Regions from separate parts of the Sus scrofa genome. Here region 2 is linked to region 1. The links are chromatin contacts, called in public HiChIP or PLAC-seq maps. All regions are on one chromosome and are shown on one strand. Each heading gives the region's core, a stretch centred on a gene start, on an enhancer-like site or on the middle of the called end of the contact. The rest is flanking DNA. Distances are from core to core; before and after follow the strand shown. Region 1 has its middle 140 kb from the start of ADO. Region 2 overlaps LOC106506022 (a long non-coding RNA gene).

What was found. HiChIP or PLAC-seq counts read pairs in DNA pulled down with a chosen protein or histone mark.
Region 2: an H3K27ac HiChIP or PLAC-seq map of alveolar macrophages shows a contact between it and region 1. The contact joins two enhancer-like sites. A contact is called at or near these places in 1 of 5 promoter capture datasets (fetal liver) and 1 of 2 datasets of contacts at active chromatin or transcription factors (alveolar macrophages).

The regions. Positions count from the first base shown.
Region 1 is chr14:66,138,972-66,142,348 of Sscrofa11.1, reverse strand. No RefSeq gene overlaps it. Among named protein-coding and RNA genes, the nearest start is that of ADO, 140 kb to the left of the region's middle. Within about 2 kb of position 1,763, at least 4 of the 83 cell types and tissues checked have an H3K27ac peak or open chromatin away from gene starts, as enhancers often do. A contact at or near this core is called in alveolar macrophages, where this site is marked.
Region 2 is chr14:66,299,159-66,302,535 of Sscrofa11.1, reverse strand. The region is part of intron 5 of LOC106506022 (a long non-coding RNA gene); the gene reads right to left. Among named protein-coding and RNA genes, the nearest start is that of EGR2, 12 kb to the right of the region's middle. Within about 2 kb of position 1,740, at least 1 of the 83 cell types and tissues checked has an H3K27ac peak or open chromatin away from gene starts, as enhancers often do. A contact at or near this core is called in alveolar macrophages, where this site is marked.

The sequences.
Region 1 (3,377 bases), core at 514-3,013:
ATCCATATTTACCAGCTTATCTGTAGCAACTCTGCTTTTTAATATATTAGAGATGCAGGTAAAATTTTGTTTGAGAAAAGATACTGGCTGCTAGAGAAACAGTTGAAGATGATGGATCCAGTGCAGCTACGTGATGAGTCTCTGCAACAAGCAGTCATGTACCTTCTTCTCAGACCCCTCAGGGACAAGGACTTCGTTATGTTCCATATTTGGTTGTGTGTTATGTGAAACAGAAATCTGCTTCCCTGAGACTCCTACCCATTTTCCCCAGTTCTGCTTTCTGGAGACAGATAAAAATAGTTTCAACCTAATTTCCAGCTTTAAACTCTACCAACCCAGGGTCTTTGTCAATTTTGTTCTTTGGTGCATCTCTGGAAGAATTCCTCTCATGCAATGGGAACTTAATAAATGATTATTGAATAAATAAATGAATGACTACCTTCTATTGTAAGATTACCAAATGACTGGAGTCTTAAAAATTGACACAACCTAAGGGCTCACGTGAAGACAATCTCCTTGTCCCTCCCTAGCCTGTGTCCTCTCTGTCGAAGGAATCTGGGATAGAGTGGCAATGTGCTAAGAATTGTTGGGCATGAGGCAATGACCTTTGGGATTTAACTTATTTTGCCTAGTGTTTCTGAAAAAAAGCTAAAACAGGTACTGCATAAAAGCAACTTGATAAACGTGAAGAAAGCTACTGGTCTCTTGTCAGAATGAGACTGACAAGCATGAAGAACATGCTTATGCCCTCATCATTGGTAGTCACCAGTATAGTAGGGCCTGAGAGGCACTGGAAAATCCTGCCAATTCCCATGATAGGACCAGAAACTTCACCATTAGAGAGTCATTCCTTTGGGTAAAGTACTTATATCTCTTCTAAATGTAAACATCAGTCATATTGAATCACCAACACCTTCAAGTGAATTAACTGATGTGGTTGTTTTCTTTAAGAAAAAGAGGCCTCAGAGATGCTAAATTCTGGAGGAACTGGGCTTAAGAGAGAGAAGGAGCAAAGGCAAGTGAGCTAGAGAGGGAAAAGAAAGTGCATTTTGTTTGACTTGATACGCTTGCAGGCCCCCTGCAAGCTGCTTTAGTGTATAAAAGGCTATCCAGGGTGGGGTATTGGCCTGGCTCCATATAAACCCTTTGAAAGTGTAAAAGAACCCTTCTCTCACACCGACCCATCACTGTGAGTTTCCCATGTGAATTAAAGTAATGGGACCAGTGTACTCAAGCATTTTGGGAGGTGGGTGCTGAATGCGTTCAAATGACTATCAGGTTGTTGAGGAAGGTGTCCAAGCTTGCCTGGGGCCATCCTCTCACCACAGAAGGGAAAAACCAATCCCTGACAAGCACACAGCTGATTATTAGACGTGTGATGAAGTGTTACTTCCTGTAGAGGACATTCACAATTCTTGAGAAACTCTTTCTCAATCAGAGTGAGTGACAGACAGTTTTAGAAAATGAAGGCCTTTGTTTTCTTCCTCTCTGTGTGTGCTCCCCACTTCCCTGCACTTCCCTCAAATCACAGCCTTACCCCAGAGGAAAGTTTTGATTTGGGATGTGTGTGTGCCCACCCTGGGGGGAGGCAGTTAAAAAAAAACACAGTTTACCTGCCCAAATAGAACTTGAATTACCCATACAGATATCTCTTCCATAGTCCTTGCAGCCAAATGTTGCTTTTTTTTTCCCTTTCCAGATAATGCAAGTAACATCATTATCCATGTGGGGGTGTGTTTACTATTCTGAGATCACATTAATATTACTCATGTAACGTTCTGCAATGTTTTGAAACCAATGTGTCTCACCATATCCCAGAGTGGGATTTTTTTTTTTTTTTCTGTTCTGATGCTTTGATTGATAAGGACCGCCTGTGACTGTGACCTTTAAGATGTGTAACGCATTGGGTGTGGGATTGGGGCGAAAGGAGGCAAAGGCCACCCTATCAGTGGGATCAGCGTTGACTCTTGCTCAGCAAATGCAGTGCGTACCTCATGGCAGGTTGGATGCTTTCTGGACTGGGGAGGGCTCAGTATAACGAAGCAGCTCAGACTGAGCAACTGAGACTGAAACTGAAGCTATCAAAAGTAGCTTCTTAGATTTTCAATGCCGATTGATTTGAAGAATGAGGCATTGTCTTCTCTTATTGATCACGCAAGGAATAAATGCCTGTTTTGTGGCAGGCCCTTTGCAGAGGAGTGAGGGTAAAGACTAATAAGACGTCATCCCACCCTTAAGGTTTTCAGTCTAGCAGAGAGACAGACATGTGAATAAGTGTGGTAGATACCTGACAGATATACTGTGGCAGTTCAGAGAAAGTAGTCAACTCTCTAAGAAGGGGGAGGGGGAGTTAGAGAAGACTAAAGAGATGATGCTCGGATTGGGCCTTTGTTAATTAAACAGGCACTTGTCTAGTTTGGAGCAAGATGCAAAGACAAATAAAAATTTTTTTGCATTTGCAAATATGTAGAACAGTGTGAAAAAGCATGGAACAGCATGATGCTTTGAGAGAACTTCTAGAAGTTTGATGGCTAGGATATAAGTTGGAGAGAGGAAAGGGGGGACAATAGTAATGAAATAAAGCAGTCAGATCAAAGAGCCCCTGGCAGGCTCTGCAAATGGGTTTTTAGTCTACTGTGTAAGCAGTGGGAGAGCCAATGGCTAGGCTTTACATAAGGTAGTGACTTACCTGATTTGCATAGAAAGATCACTTGGGAATCTGTGGGGAGAATAAGTCTGAAGACAGCAAGATAGGAGGCAGGAAAACTAGTTGAGGCTATTAAAGGAATTCAAGACATAAGAATTGCCACTAAGACAGTGGGAGTGTGGAAGGATTAGAGGAGTTTTTGAAAGATAGAATTCCCAAGACTCAGTGGACATGTAGCAGGGCTGCATGAGAAACTAAGAAATTAAGGTGACACTCTAGAGTTCTGGTATGAGTGACTGTAGGTGATGTGGAGAGAAGAGGGTATAAGAGAATTAATTCAGTTGTGTGCATGTTGAATTTGAGATGCCTGTGAAATACCCAGATGGAGAAGCCCAGCATGCAGTTAGTTATGAGGGTTTGGGGCTTGAAAGATAGGTCAGAGATGACCAGAAAAATATGAAAAGTTGTTTGGATGTTGATGGTAGTTAACACCATGGCAGAGGATGGCCATGTCCTGTGAAAGGGACAAAAAACCAAGGACATGTCCTTTATCTCATCGACTGAAAGCAGTAGGCAAATAACGAGGGGCCAGAAAGGGAAACTGAAGGAGAAGAAGGGAAAAAACTGTGGCAAGGAAGGCACAGAAAAGAGTTTTGAGATGAAGAGACTGGTCAACAGTGTCACATAGTTCAGGGAGGTCAGTGAGGTGAACACTCACTCGCTGGATAAA
Region 2 (3,377 bases), core at 491-2,990, 160 kb before region 1:
GGTCAGTTAGTAATAGATGACAAAGCCACATGGACCCTTAAATGTCACATAGGCTAATACCTTCTGTTGACAAATGAGGCAACTGGCATGCTGGGAGGGAAAGGGATCATACTAAGGCAGTGAATCCCCAAACTTGCTGATTATTGCTCATCCCTTCCTTTCATTCAGCAAGCACTTGCTTCACATTCCTCTGTGCTAGCACTGTTCTTGGTTCTGGACATACAGTGAGGGTCAAGACAGCTGTGATCCTTTCCCTTGTGTATGCTCAGAACCAAGAACAGTGCACGGTCATGGACAAGGTGATTGGGGAAGAGCGGGCAAGGCCAGGAAGGGAAGGCTTGTGCAGAGGTGGGAGTAAGATGTCCTTTGGGGCAGCCTTAACAGAATGCCATGGTAGTTGATAAACAATAGACATTTTTTTTCCTCACAGTACTACTAGAGGCTAGGAAGCCCCCCATCAAGGTGCCAATAGATCGGGATCTAGTGAGAGCCCTCTGATCTCAACAGATGAGTGTCTCTTGAGAGCCCACCTAGACCACTTCTGGTCTAGTTCACAGATGGCTGTCTTTTCACTGTGTCCTCACATGGTAGAAGGGGAAGGGAGCTCTCTAGGGTTTCTCTTATAACAGAACGAATTCCATTTGTGAGGGTTTGACCTCATGACCTAAGCCCTGCCCAAAGGCCACACCTCCTAATATGATCGCATTGAGAGTTGGGTTTCAAACACATGAACTTGAGTGGGTGGTGGTCGGGGGGAGGCACAAACACTTGGTCTACAGCTAAAGGACTAGACCTGGGATGATCAAAGGGTGGGGGCAAGAACCATTCTGGACAAAGGGAGGAGTGAGCGCATGGACTGAGATGGGAAGGAGCCTGAGATGTTGAAGCAAGGTGAGCATGGTGAGTGTTTGGGAAAGAGGAAGATGTGATTATAAAGGTAGAACAAGGCCAGGTCATGTAAGGACTTAAAGGGGGTGGTATGGAGTATGAATTTTTTAAAAATTGTAATAGAGAGTCAGCTCATCATCAAACTTCGCTTTGTAAAAGGACATTATCTTTGTTGTTGTTATTGTTTTGCTATAGATTCTAGGACTAGGATTCTGATTAGCCAGATCCAAAGATGAACAAGCACAGTCACTGGCCAGTTCCTGGGTCTGCAAGTCAGCTCTTTCTGGTTTTTGTTTGTCTTGTCTTTTTAGGGCCAAACTAGCGGCATATGGATTGTTCCCAGGCTAGGGGTCAAATCAGAGCTGCAGCTGTTGGCCTACGCCACAGTGACCGCAATGCCAGATCTGAGCCATGTCTGTGACCTACACCACAGCTCATGGCAGTGCCGGAACCTTAACCCATTGAGCAAGGTTGGGGATCAAACCTACTTCCTCATGGATGCTAGTCAGATTCATTTCCGCTGAGCCACAATGGGAACTCCTCTTTCAGTTGTTTTTATGACCCTCTTACAACCACCTGGGCAAGACTGAAAGAGGAGGGCAGGGTTACCCATTGGAAAAACAAGTTAAAATGGCCCAAATATTAGCCACAAACACAAAAGATGTTAACTAAAAATACTATTGTGATCATCTTTGAGCAGACTATGACACAGGTTAGCTAAGTTTGGGGTGGGGGTCGGGGGAATGAAACCATCAAGGGCTTCTGTTGATAAAGTTGGTGAATCTGTCTCCTCCCCTGGTCAGGCTGGTCACCCCAGTAGGATATACCCAACCACACTGAAGCCACCGCACACAGATGAGAATCTCTTCCGATTGCACCACAGGCTGATAAGCCAGAGGGTGGTAATCAGCGAGTCAGTTGCCAACCTCACAGAAATGGGACAAATGAGGACTACAGGGGCTGGACCCAAGGCTGGTGGCCCCAAATTGCCCTCCATTACCTAGAAGACTAGGATCAGGCTGTTGTCATTGCTTAGCTCCCAGTCTTTACCCATTAGGGAGACAATGACATGGAGGTACAGAATAGGGTTAGCACACACCAGGAAACAGGCACATGACCTAAATGTTAATTGGCCACCAGCCATCAGAGTGTCTCAGGGATTTCACAAGCATTCACATGCTTGGGCCTTCCCAACCAGTCGTTCAGTCTTTGCATTAGAGCTCTCAACATCAGCACCAGGAGACTCGGTGAGGAAAGCCAACTCTGCCTCCTTACTCCCTGGGTGAACTCAGGTCAGTCACTTGGCCCTGCTGGGTCTCACAGGGCTTCTGTGGGCAGTAGGAAAGGTCAACATGACCTTGTCATTGTCACAGGCTTATATTTCTATGCCCAAAGGAAGTAATGTGCATGAAAGGGATTGGAAAGGGTGAATGCCCATAAAATGTCTTCTGAGGCTTTACAGGCACTGGGAAATGTGAGAAATTTGGAAGTTTATCAAGGAGTTGAGGTGGATGGTGACAGGATCAAAAGATAAACATTTTAAGGAAAGGCTACAGAAACAGATTTTTTTTTCCATGTGAGACAGAAAAGATTGAGGGCTATATTCCAGCTTGCACCTGGTTCTTGCTCACACTATCATGATTAACTTTTTTCATGTCTCCTGAGGAGACAACAAAATAAAATGCATAATAAAAGAGAGTGTTGGAGTTCCCGTCGTGGCACAGCAGAAACAAATCTGACTTGCATCCATGAGGATGCAGGTTTGAGCCCTGGCCTTGCTCAGTGGGTTAAGGATCCGGTGTTGCTGTGAGCTGTGGTATAGGTTACAGATGCAGCTTGGAGCTGGCATTGCTGTGGTTGTGGTATAGGCCAGCGGCTACAGCTCCAATTTGACCCCTTGCCTGGAAACCTCCATATGCTGTAGGTACGGCCCTAAAAAAGACAAAATAATAATAATAATAATAATAATAATGAATAAAAAGAGTATTTTCGGAGTTCCCATTGTGGCTAAGTGGGTTAAGAACCTGACTAGTATCCGTGAGGATGCCGGTTCTATCCCTAGCCCCACTCAGTGGGTTAAGGATCTGGCATTGCCATGAGCTATGGTGTAGGGTGAAGTCACAGCTTGGACCTGGTGTTGCTATGGCTATGGTGTAGGCCAGCAGCTGCAGCTCCCTTTTGATCTCTGGGGACTTTATATACTGCAGGTGCAGCCCTAAAAAGACAAAAAAATAAAACGAGGGGTTTTCTATCTCTGAAGAATGTCTTGCTAGATATTAAACACCAGAATGTGTTCCTAAAGCAAATTTGGTATTTTTTCTCTAATGAACTTAGGAGAGATTTGTACCTGAGTGTTCGTGGCTTAAACATGATTCTGGCTAAAGAGATTTCCTTTTTTTTTTTTTTTTTTTTTTAGTTCTTGGAATTCACAAAAATTTTGTGGCTGTAAGCTATAAATACAAAGAGTGTTGTTCACTGATATACATTCC